Linked DNA regions of Mus musculus: region 1 is linked to region 2. A link is a contact called in public ChIA-PET data. All regions are on one chromosome and are shown on one strand. The core of a region is the stretch at or near the end of the contact, and the rest is flanking DNA. Distances in the headings are between cores, read along the strand shown. Region 1 overlaps Pcca (propionyl-Coenzyme A carboxylase, alpha polypeptide). Region 2 holds the start of Zic5 (zinc finger protein of the cerebellum 5).

Region 1 (6,221 bases), core at 2,440-4,939, 92 kb before region 2:
AATGGCTCATGTCTGTAACTCCAGGCATGGTGTAATGGTACATGGCTGTAACTCTAGCACTAGTGTAATAGATCATGGCTGTAACTCTAGCACTGGTGTGATGACTCATGTCTGTAACTCTAGCACTGGAGCAATGGCTCATGTCTGTAACTCCAGGCATGGTGTAATGGTACATGGCTGTAACTCTAGCACTAGTGTAATAGATCATGGCTGTAACTCTAGCACTGGGCACTAGAAGTGGAGGTATATAGAGACAAAAGGATCCATGGAGCTCAAAGACCAGATATTAAAGCCAATCAGTGAGATCTGGATTCACTGAGAGACCCTGTATCAATAAATAAGATGAAAAGGTGGTGTGGCAGCACACACCTTTAATCCCAAGCAGAGGTTGGTAAATATAGTTTCAGGCCAGGCTGGTCTACATAGTAAACTCCAGTGCAGCCAGGACTACAAAGGAGATCCTGTCTCAAAATAAACAAACTAATTAAGCGAAGAGCAATCAAAGGAAGATATCAGACAATGACGTTTGTCCTCAACATAGATGTCTGTACATGTGTATGCACTCTTACACACATCTAGTACATACATCTACACATTCACACAAACATACAAATAAATTTAATTTAATTTTAATAAGGAGTCAATGACAGGTTAAAATGAAAACTGTTATACTTTGGACACTAAGTAACCCCCACAAAAGACTTGAGTAATGGGTGGCTCTACCAGGAGATACTATTTGGGGAAGCTCTGGAAAAGCCTAACTGAAGAAAGCAGGTCGTTGGGCCCTGTCGTTGAGTGCTGGAGTTCACCCAGAACCCCACTGACCCTCTGCTCTCTATCAACTGAGAGGTAAGTAGCTTCCACCAGACATTCCTACCACCCACCTACCCAAAGACCCACATCAAAGACACAGAATTAGCAGCCCTAAGACTAAAGACTTAACTCTCTGAAACTGCAAACTAGAAGGGTCAAGGTTCAGCCTCAGTGTGAGAAGAGCCAAAGTCTAGCCTCGTCGTGAGGAGGGTCCTGAGAAAGGGGGCGATGGGAACGGCACAGATTCAACGATGATTCGAAGTCTGTAGTGGACACACACTGTCAGTTCAAGTGCTGTTTCTCTGCCCAAAGCTTCTCATAATTTCTCCTCCTTCTCCTCTCTGCCTTTTTCCCATTCTTTTTCCTTCTTTCTTCTCATTCTTTTTCATTCTTCCAACCAGAGAGACTGAACCCAGTTTTTTATTCACTAAAGCTACATCATCAGGGTTTTAACCACTGTTAATAATTTTTTCTAATTCATAAATTTTATAAACCCCAGGTCATTAGTCTTAACCCCTGCCTCCTTAAAACAGAAATTAAACACAAAGCAAAAGCACAATCCTTATGATTTTACACAGCCTGATCTTCACTGATAGCTGGGCACACACAGCTCTTGCAGTTTCCTGGAAGAGCAGGCAGCCATCTTTAGTAACGGTTTAAGTACAGAAAAGTGAGAGATTACTAAGGCTGAAATAATTTCTTACAAAGTTTTAAAATTTATGTAAGTAAAGTAGGCATTGTCACTTCCAACCCTTCACTTAACTAGAAAATAAAGTACTAGCTTATTATATGTTTACACATCATCTTTTAATGTTTCCTATCCCAGCAATCCCATGGCCTCTGTTTTAGTTTGGGTTTTACTGCTGTGAGGAGATACCATGACCAAGGTAACTCCTATAAAGGGCAACATTCAATTGGGGACAGCTCACAGGTTCTGAGGTTCAGTCTATTATCACGGCAGGAAGCATGACTGTTCAGCCAGGCATGACTCTAGAGGAGCTGCGAGTTCTACATCTTCATCCAAAGGCAGACAGAATAATACTGGCCTCCAGGCAGCTAGGACCAGAATCTTAAAGCTCACCCCACAGTGACATACTTCCTCCAACAAGGCCAACCCTACTCGAACAAGGCCACACCTTCTAATAGTGCCACTCCCTGGGCCAAGCATATTCAAACCACCATAGCTTGATATATTTTCCTTCTAATATTATTTGTTTGTAGATTGTATATAAGCCTTCCTCCTATAAGATAAACCCACCTATCATTTGCTTACTTTTTATAGACTCCTTCTTTTCCTATCCGTACCTTTTCTTCTTGAGACCACTTTAGCTCTCTATCCCTGGTGTCCCCAAGTTCACACTGGTTACTTAATACAGCAGTCATTGAACAGGGGAGTACATGTATGTCCTCATAATTCCAAGTTCAAGGCCAAGTTTCACAATGAACAATTTCTACAAAGGACCATGTAGGCTTCCGTGGCCTTTGTGGTTTTGTTGTCTAGATTTTTTCCCATGGCCCTAAAAGCCAAGCAGAAGGCCTGTTCCTCATCCTCCTCAGCCTCATGACCACCTCCATTCCTCATTCCTGAGAACTGCATCTGTTTCATTTATTATGGAGTGGTTAGCTCTGAGTAATGGGGGAAATATATTCCCCAGAAAGAGATTGAAAATTAAGTAGGAAAGATAGCAGATCAGCTTGAGGGAAGCAGCAACCATTAGCACATGTGGGGATCAACAGCCTGACGATGTTCCAGGGGCAGAAACTGAGTCATACCTCCCCTTAAGCAGCCATGAGAACCTGGCATAAAAGAAATCCTTCCAAGGTATTTACATCTTACACCCCTGCACTGCAGTGAGATAGCCAACCCACACGAGAATGGAGGTCATTATAAGGAAGGTCAGGCCTCCTCACACACATAAACCAGTTCAATAGCTCACAAGAACATGGCGAATCCTTTAGAAATGTAGTTAGAGGCAGTTGCGAGCTGACAGATGTGGGTGGTGAGAAACAAACTCTTAACCACTACAGTCATCTCTCCAGGCCCTGAATCCACATTCTAAAAACCTTTGATGCTAATGAGAAACACTACCAAACTCAAGTTGTACTCTACAAATGAAAAATGGAACAAAGACTGAGCCTCTCTAAAACCTGTGATACAGGGGCTGGGTGATGACTCACTGGGTAAGAGCACAAGGGAATCGGAGTTCAAATCTCTAACAATCACAATAATGCCTAGGCATGGCCAATCAAGTGCCTATAACCCAGGCATGGCAAGAGGGAGAGACACGAGGATCCTGGGGCTTGCTACAGGCCCAATTGCAGGTTCAGTGAGAGACCCTGTCTTGAGGGACTAAGTCAGAGAACGATAGAGCAGGACCCCAGATATCATCCTCTGGCCTCCACAAGGACATGAGCACATGCACACGTGCTTACATGCTCACATGCACGCACATATTAAAGAAGGAAAACAGAAAAGAAGCCTACAACACTTCACCAATGCAATAAATAATGACAATATCACTACAATTCAATCAGTCCACTGAACATCATGTGGCAACAAGAAATAAAACCAGTCCACCTCGGCCATTGAGATTTTATTTTTATTTTTAAAATCCTTACCTTTTCTTTAGGCTCATATTCCACAGAACTGAGACTTCTGGACACCACTAGGCATTGGTATGAATAGACTGGAGCATGCTATTTAAAAATAGAAGAAAAACAAAAGTGAAAGCAGTTAGACTCTTGTGGGTTTTACCTTTTCTCGGGGTTCTTTTCCAGTTTGCTTCTACCCAAGAGTTTCAGTCTATATACACAGTGCTAAGAATGGAACTTAGTTACGGAGAGGAAACCTCAACTGAAGACACGTCCCCTTGGCATGTAAGAAGAACCAAAGGTGTGGCAAAAGAGGAAGAGAGCGAGTGAGCGAGGGGTGGCACGTCACGGGCAGCCTCTGGTGGGTGACTGAGAGTGCAAGGTCAGAAATGCCACAAACCTCAGGGATTTACAGAATTTAAACGGAGGACCGTTTCTTTGTGTGTGTGCTTCTGAGGTGTGTGCTTCTGAGGCAGAGATCAGTCTATCATTCCCAAGGCCCTAGGTACTTAGTAAGCAAATAAATAAATAATAAAGTGATGGCTTTAAGGATTTTTCAATTTTAACAATGACTAGTAACTAATAAAAATGTCCCTTTTTTTATTTGTTGAAATTTTAAAAAAAAGTCAGGAGTTATAACTTTTTTCTGGCACAAAAAGGATTTGATAGATAAAAGTCCGAAATGATCAAGTTCACATCTAGTATGTTATTAACTATTTCTGAAGAAATGCCTTAAGACATTAAGAAAATGAGTAATAAAAATTGTAACAAACACGGGACGAGGTCTGACTATGCCTATAACTGGATATCTTTAATATTGGTTTAGGTTTGAATTTTGGTTCTTTGGTTTTGAAACAGGGGCTCACTGTGCACAGGCTCTAGCTAACCTGAAACTAGGTCGACCAGGCTGACCTCAAACGCTCAGAGATCCAAGTGCTGGTAGGAAGGATACACACCATCCTATCCAACTGGATGTCTGTGTTTGTACAAGTGTCTTTCAAAAGTGTATGTGTCATTTTATGCTCTCTTTATAGGAATGTCTACATTCTATAACTGTCGTTCAAATTCCTTTTTTTAATTTCTCAATATATTATTTCTCTTTTTTTTTAAAAAAAAAAAATATATATATATATATATATATATTATTTCTCTATGTAACCTTGGCTATCCTGGAACTTACTCTGTAGATCAGGCTGGCCTCAAACTCAGAGATCCACTTATCTCTGCCTCCCAAGTTCTAGGATTAAAAGGGTGTATCACCACCACCAGACTCAAACTGGATTTTCTTTCACGGCTGTGTTATAAGGATTCTTGATATATTCTAGACTCATACCTCCATTGTATATATAACCACAATTATTTGATTTTATTCTATACATTTGTTTTTTACTTTCTACATGTCCTTTGAAACTTAAAAAAGTTAAATTTGATTAAATCTAATTCCTTGTTTACCAGTAATGAATTTTTTGGAGGAAGAAATATTATCTTTATGCATTTTTAAGTCACAGCTCATAAGCTAAATCAGAAAGTTAAAACAAGAAAAGTTGCATAACCAAGTTTTAAGAAGGCGATGTGTTGGGACAGTATCTGGATGTGTTGGGACAGTATATGGATCTGGGGATAAAGTGCTTGCCGTGCAATGCTGAAGACATGAGTTTGATCCCTGGAACCCATGGTGGAAGAAAAGAGCTAAGTCCTGCAATCTGTCCTCTTAACTTTATATGGACAAGGACTTGCATGTCATGGCACATGCACACACATTCGCACACATAGGAATAGAAAAGAAACTTTAAAAAATCCAACTTGTCTAGTAGTTACTGGTAAAGAGGAAGAGCAGGAAAACACAAAGAACAAGAGGTAGTTATTACTATCTCCTAAAATATTCTAAAAACACACTGATGTGAGAAACAGAGCATCTCACAGAAATGTTTTAAACTGAAGTTAAACACATATACTTTTTAAAAACATAAAACCTCAGACTGCAAAATGCATTCTCTACTTGAAACAAGAGTAGGAGACATGAAAAAGGCAGCTTGTTAAAGGAAGCAAGAAAAGATTGACTGAGTGGAAATGAAATTAAGTATATTATATCCACAGTACATACCAAGATCATACTCCATTTCCCTTCTGTATTACCCCCAATCCTACACATTGGAAAGTTGAGTCCTACCAGCTTCTAACTTTTGACGATCAGAGAGCTAGAAAAGTTTGTTTTTTAATTTAAAGATAGAAACAACAGCATCTTCCACCATGACATTGGTGCCTAGTCAAAGTTATAATTTGGGTGGGGAAGGGTAGTGTATCAGGAGGCTCTACCCATTCCCTCTATGTTTAGATAAAAATTCAGCCATTTAGACTTTCAAAGAACTAATAAAAAAATTAAATAAATGGAAAATGAGTTTTCAAAGAATTGAAAATGCCAACCTTCTACGGCCCCTCAGTGGAACAGCTACAAAAAGTTCAGTGTCACAGCAAACTTAATAACAAAGATAATAGTCCTTTCTCCAAAAAACCTGAATATTTAGCTTCAGCCAGCCCTAAACTCTAAATACACATCTTAGGTGTGAAAGCTAGCTGGCATTTCTCACATCTCTGCTAGGTCACAAACACAATGGGGTGAACAGCAGCACCTACTGCTCCATCCATGCAACAGAGGAGCTGGCATTCTGAGTGGCTCTAACACTGTAGCCACACACTGGTCTACTGCAGCAGCATGCCAACAGACTCTTCTAAAAATAATGATATTTTAGCCAGGGATGGTGGTGCACTCCTTTAATCCTTAAAGCACTCAGGAGGCAGAGGCAGGTGGATCTCTG
Region 2 (6,326 bases), core at 3,101-5,600:
CGATGTGTTTCTCAAGAAATTCCCAATCAGAATGGTCAAATGAAGGTCAAAGGTTTTCTCAAACAACCTCTATCTTTAATTGTAAAAATAATTTTGAACCAAATGGGAATATTTGATCACAGGCATATTTTACACAACTTATCTTTGGTACTGTAAAAGTAAGCTCCCCCCCCCCCCAACAGCTTTTCAATGCAAACGTCAAGTGGCTATAGGATTGGGCCAGTTCTTTACTATCTAAAGGATTTGAACAAGACACACACACACCACTCCACCCCCAACCCAGCATTTTGGTCTCAGGAACGTTCGTCTCCCCAGCCTTATCATACCCTTGAATGTGTGACAGGGATCATAAACCTTAGCATAAAGTACATTTTTAGCTACCCCTTGCACCACACGAGTCCGTAGACCCTGATGTTTCTGAGTTCAGGAGGAATGGGAAAGAGGCAATCCTCAGAGAAATGCTCAGAGGTCTGCAAGTTGCCACTGGATGATTTTGAGCACCAAGGTCTCTGAGCCCAATCGTAGCCCCCGTGCCAGATTAATCTCAGTCGCGAGGACGCCAGAGTGAAGAATCTGGCCCCTGTCGGAAAAGGATGGGGCGAGCGTGTCCAGAAGAGTTGACTTTAGACTTTGCTGACTCCATCCAGACCTTCCTGTCTTGGATGTGATGTAGTAAAATCCCTGGAACCCACAGTCGTCATCTCTTCCTGCCTGGACAGAGCTCCGCTAAAACGAAGATTTGCTGGTCCGTTTGCCTTGCTGGCTCCAGCTTGTAGAAAAATCTTGGTGGACTATCACTACCATCCCTAGTGTCTCACAGCAATTTCCACCCTGCGTGGCTTAAGCACCCCTGGGCACTCCCGCCCAGTTTCTACTGTCCTCCATGTGTGCCCCGTTCGCCCTTGAACCCGTCTCGGGCTTAACCTGAAGGGCCTTAGACTTTACAAATCCAACCGGCACTTAGCCCTTCCGCAAGGAGGCCGCTTCTCAGAAACCACGCGGGACTGGCGAGTTGTAAAGCAATTGCAAGGGCAATAAAAAAGGCATCTCGGTGGGTCTCCCCAGTTCCTTTCTTGTTCACCCCCGTCCCCCAAATGTCTCCCCCCCCCCCACCGCCCGCCCTCTTGGAGAAACAATCAAACAAAGGCTCAAAAGCCAGGAAATGTCCAATTCACTTCCCTTAGAGCTTATTAATTGCCCACACCCATCGTAGGAAACTTGACTGTGTTAAGTGAGGCACGGACAGCACCTGGAACTGGGAGACACAGCCCTCCCTCCCGACAGCGGGAAGCCAGCCTCAGAATCCCCGAGCACCAAGTTCTGTGGCCTTTAGGAAGCTAAGCAGCAGCGTGGCTATCGGGTTCTAGCCAACTGGGGATTGTCTGTGCCTTCCACCTCCCCGCGTCTTTGTTTGGGGAGCTGAAAAGATGTTGGGGTTCCTAGAGCAAACGTGAGGTCTGTAAATCCACGGGCCCCAAAGCTCTTGTTGCCTCCAGCACCGATATTTCCAAGGTTTGCTCTGCCTTCATACAAGGGCCTCTACAGCACAAAGTGCAGATTAGGGCACAGGTTTGGGAAAGTGGTCCTAAAGACCAGTTCCACCATCAGAATAGGCTAGTTCCACAGAAAAGGACAGAATTTGCATGAATACATCTATCACTCCCTGCTTTGGAAACCAGTACATTATTCACTTCAACGCTCTGGAAATTGTTGTTTTTTTAGGAAGTGTCTAAGACAGTTATCGTGTCCTTAGAAAGTCGGGATTTAAGTGCGTTTCGGCTGGCTCCCAAACAGCTGGAAAAAGAAACAGCGCACCTGGGGTCAGGCAGGTCATCACAATAACAAAAAGGGCGTCTACAAAATAAAAAGCCCTTTTATAAAGCAAGGCAATTCCGGAAATCCACAGTGAGCCTTCCTGATGACCAAGTAGCTAGGCCTATTCTCAGGTTTAATTGGCAGGCGGTTTATTGGCGCCTTATTGGTGGTGATTGAAATTTTGCTCCCCAGCCCTTTCTTTTAAGAATTAGCATCTCAAGTCGATTTACCTGAGTCAATTATCTTTTTAGGGTCTGGGTTTGGTCATGAATTTGAATATTCATTCAACTCACTTTGTAAATATTCCCTTTCTAGTCACCCACCCAAATCTCTGTTATTTTCTAAGAAAGTAATTTCTTTCTTTCTTTTCTTTCTTTTTAAGGCTCCCATAAAAAGAAATTGATTAGGGAGCTATATTTGAATTAAGACATATTAAATCGATGACAGATACATATCATGCTGTGTTTAACAAGAGTTGTACAAGGAGGCGGGTTCCAGATTCCACACAGCCCTGCTGTAGCATTATTCACATTTTTTACAGCCTTTCCTTCATGCCTCCACCCATTAAGCCATTACATTTCAGCAATTCAATAAAACAAAGCAGTTATAATTTTGACAAAAAGCTATTTTGAAGGGGCTGAAGGTACCCATTTTATTGCACAATAAAATTGCTCAAATGGTCTATATTATAAACTAGGTTGCACTTATTTTCTTTATTCACTTTTTGGGTTTGTTTTGTTTTTGCTGATAACCTGCAGGAGTGAACTCAGAACTGCCATTACTGCTGACATGGATGTTCATTGCCAAGAGGTTGGAATAAAGGAAAATCATTTGAAATGTCCTTCAAGGAAACGAAGACAGTGGTAGTAATTCCCAACATGACACTCCCTTTATATACTATCTATGCAGATGGTACTGTGCTCCACCAACCTTCCTATGTCTGGCTCGAGATGTTTAAATCTCCCAAACAAGTTATCATCAAAGAATTCTCCTTCCCAAATATAGATGTGGATTTGATCACTGACACTGCGTGTGTGTGTGTGTGTGTGTGTGTGTGTGTGTGTGTGTGTCTTTCTACTTATGCCCTTTGCATTTTCCCTAGATTTTAACTTCACTTACAATAAAAGAAAAAGGCATTTGGAATGTGATGGCATGATTGTCTTTGTTTGCTTGTCAGCTTTATAAGAGAAATGGCATTCCCAAGGTTCATAGGGAGACTACTTTCTGCAGATGGCTCACACCGATGTCAATGGCACTCGCAAATCAACTCTTTTGAAATAATACTTATTTCTTTTGAGGACTATGATCTGATGACAGCTTTGGGGGTGGTTGATCTTTCGTACTGCAAATGAATTAAGCTTAAGTATGGTATCTTGCGTTCCTGTCCCCCCCCTTCCACTCACCCCATACTCCACCTCCAGATGTGTATGGGGTCACATCCGACTCCTATTGCTACTTTATAATTTAATTGAAGGTAGCAAAAATATTTTTGCTCGAATTTGAGCATTTTAGAACATCACAAGATTAAGAATATTTTATTTTTAAACAACAGAGGACACTTTGGGAGATTGAAATTCCGAATCAATGAGGTCTCAGGGACAGCATTCAAAAACCTGGGCCATAGGATCCTAGTTTTTAAATGATTTTCAAGCATGGCATTTCAGTTTAAGGAGGAAGTTTATTTTATTAATAAATAAAGACTAGATACTTATTTTTTAACTATTGTATTTGGTCTATTCTAGCTTGTGGTCCTTTCAGAGAAACCGAGGCACATATGTGGCATGCGTTCTGGGCAAGGAGGAATTTTGCTTAAAAAGACATCTCCTATTTAAAGGCTTACACTTAGGAGAGTAGCCATTGGGCCTTCCCTGACACTGTATCTCTCTGAGAGGCAAAAGTTCGAACCGCACCCCACCCCGCCCACCTCCTCCTCCGTGAGCTCTAATTGGGAGTAGCAGATCTAGAACCCACTCGTAGTGTGAGGTTAGGTCCTCTGAACCATGTCGAATCCATGAGCTAAAAAGTCTAAGCAAGACTGTTCCTTTGGGGAAAGATTTATTATATATTATTTTGACTTTGGTAGTTTGCCGCGCTCCATCAAATTGTTTTGTGACCAATATAGTTTAATAATTGTCCTTATTACACCTACAGTCTGCACTCCACGTGGGCCCAGGGACAGACAGAGTCCATTTGATAAGTTTTTGGCACCGCTACAAATGCGATGGTCATTCAGTGCAGATGCATCCAGAGATTATCCAAGAGAAGAAGTAGAAAGAGTTCAAGTGAGTTCTTCATCTTCTTCCACCACCCCCCCCCCCAACCCCTGCCCCCTCGCTTTACCCCTGGTGGGGAGGTCCCATGACCTCTCTCATTCCCGTCCACTTTGGCACGGAGCTAGCAGACGCTCTGCGCCAGGCAGGTCGACCCGGAGACTGGCATTCGAAGGGGACTGAGCCCGGCGGCCAAGTGCAAACTTTCTGCAAGGGAAACTTAGGCATCTCAGGGGAAGCCGGGATGCAGAGCTCCAGGGGAAGAGGGGGCACGAAGTGAAAGCACAGGCGGTGTGGTACACGGGGGCGGTTTCCCGCTGGGCCCAGAGCCTGAACCAGAGCCAATCGCGCAGCCGAGGCAGCTGCCAATCACACGGCTCCCTCCAATCCCACCCGTGCCATTTCCAAAAACTCGGTCCCACTGTGCAGCTCAAATGTGGTGTTCACTCTGCCAATCGCTGGAGGATAGAGTGGGGACAAGAATAAGCAGCTAGGAGGCCCGGACACAAGAAGTTAAAGAGCCCCTAATATATACATGTTTTTGAAGGCGGGCAGAGGGGGAAAAAGTCCCCCCAGTGAGGGTCCATGGGCCTGATTGTATAGTTATGATGGAGCCCCCTTTGAGCAAGAGGAACCCGCCAGCGCTGAGATTAGCGGATTTGGCAACGGCTCAGGCCCAACAGCTTCAGAATATGACAGGCTTCCCGGTGCTGGTCGGCCCGCCCGCCCACTCCCAACGCCGCGCGGTCGCCATGCACCTCCACCCGCGGGACCTAGGCACTGACCCCGGCGTAGCCAGCACTGCGCTCGGACCCGAGCACATGGCACAGGCCAGCGGGCAGGGCCCCTGTCCTCCTTCCCAGGGGCTCCCCGGGCTGTCCCAGGTTCCCGCACCAGCCGCCCGCTCCGTGGCCTCAGGGACTCACCCAGGCGCCCGCACCCACCCCGACGGCGGGGGCAGCAGTGGCGCGCAGGCCTCGGCGCCCCCGCCTCCAGCCCCTCCTCTTCCTCCCTCCCAGTCCTCCTCTCCCCCTCCCCCGCCTCCTCCTCCTCCTGCCCTCTCGGGCTACACTGCCACCAACAGTGGCGGCGGCAGCAGCAGCGGCAAAGGCCACAGCAGGGACTTCGTCCTCCGGAGGGACCTTTCCGCCACGGCCCCCGCGGCGGCCATGCACGGGGCCCCGCTCGGAGGGGAGCAGCGGTCCGGCAGCAGCTCCCCCCAGCACCCGACCCCACCTCCCCACCCGGCCGGGATGTTCATCTCGGCCAGCGGCACCTACGCGGGCCGGGACGGCGGCGGCTCCGCGCTCTTTCCCGCGCTGCACGACTCTCCCGGGGCTCCCGGTGGCCACCCGCTAAACGGCCAGATGCGCCTTGGGCTGGCGGCCGCCGCGGCGGCTGCGGCCGAGCTTTACGGCCGCGCCGAACCACCCTTCGCTCCGCGCTCAGGGGACGCGCACTATGGGGCGGTGGCGGCCGCCGCGGCCGCCGCCCTGCACGGCTACGGAGCCGTGAACTTAAACCTGAACCTGGCTGCGGCAGCGGCGGCCGCAGCGGCCGCGGGGCCCGGGCCCCACCTGCAACACCACGCGCCGCCCCCGGCGCCACCGCCGGCGCCCGCGCCGCACCCGCACCACCCCCACCTCCCGGGGGCGGCCGGGGCCTTCCTGCGCTACATGCGGCAGCCAATCAAGCGGGAGCTCATCTGCAAGTGGCTGGACCCAGAGGAGCTGGCCGGTCCGCCGGCGTCCGCGGACAGCGGCGTCAAGCCCTGCTCCAAAACTTTCGGCACCATGCACGAGCTGGTGAACCACGTCACAGTGGAGCACGTGGGCGGCCCGGAACAGAGCAGCCACGTCTGCTTTTGGGAGGACTGTCCGCGCGAGGGCAAGCCCTTCAAGGCCAAGTACAAGCTCATCAACCACATCCGCGTGCACACCGGCGAGAAGCCCTTCCCCTGCCCGTTCCCGGGCTGCGGCAAGGTCTTCGCGCGCTCCGAGAACCTCAAGATCCACAAGCGCACTCATACAGGTGGGTGTCTGTCCCCGGCCGCCGCCGCCACCGCCTCGCCTTCTGTTCGCTTTCATTTTTCCCTCCTTCTGCTACTTCTCCGCAGACGTATGACCCGGACATGTGACTTCTTTTTTTTTCTTCTTCTCCCTCCCCCCCCCTTTTTTTTTCTATGAATAAGTAATTCAATAACACACACGGGCCCCGCGCTGGCCTCCCTTTCGGCGGAGT

Evidence for each region. ChIA-PET counts read pairs in DNA pulled down with a chosen protein or histone mark.
Region 1: an RNA polymerase II ChIA-PET map of effector CD8 T cells shows a contact between it and region 2, with 8 read pairs. The contact joins the enhancer-like site here to the promoter of Zic5 in region 2. A contact is called at or near these places in 6 of 115 datasets of contacts at active chromatin or transcription factors (effector CD8 T cells, embryonic stem cells, memory CD8 T cells and 1 more) and 2 of 9 other capture datasets (adipose tissue and liver).

The regions. Positions count from the first base shown.
Region 1 is chr14:122,555,004-122,561,224 of GRCm38.p6, reverse strand. It overlaps Pcca (propionyl-Coenzyme A carboxylase, alpha polypeptide), which reads right to left. Exons shown (of 24, transcript NM_144844.2): 2 at 3,433-3,510. Among named protein-coding and RNA genes, the nearest start is that of Pcca, 24 kb to the right of the region's middle. Within about 2 kb of position 3,689, at least 82 of the 459 cell types and tissues checked have an H3K27ac peak or open chromatin away from gene starts, as enhancers often do. A contact at or near this core is called in effector CD8 T cells and memory CD8 T cells, where this site is marked.
Region 2 is chr14:122,463,682-122,470,007 of GRCm38.p6, reverse strand. It overlaps Zic5 (zinc finger protein of the cerebellum 5), which reads left to right and starts at 4,350. Exons shown (of 2, transcript NM_022987.3): 1 at 4,350-6,116. The coding sequence starts at 4,691.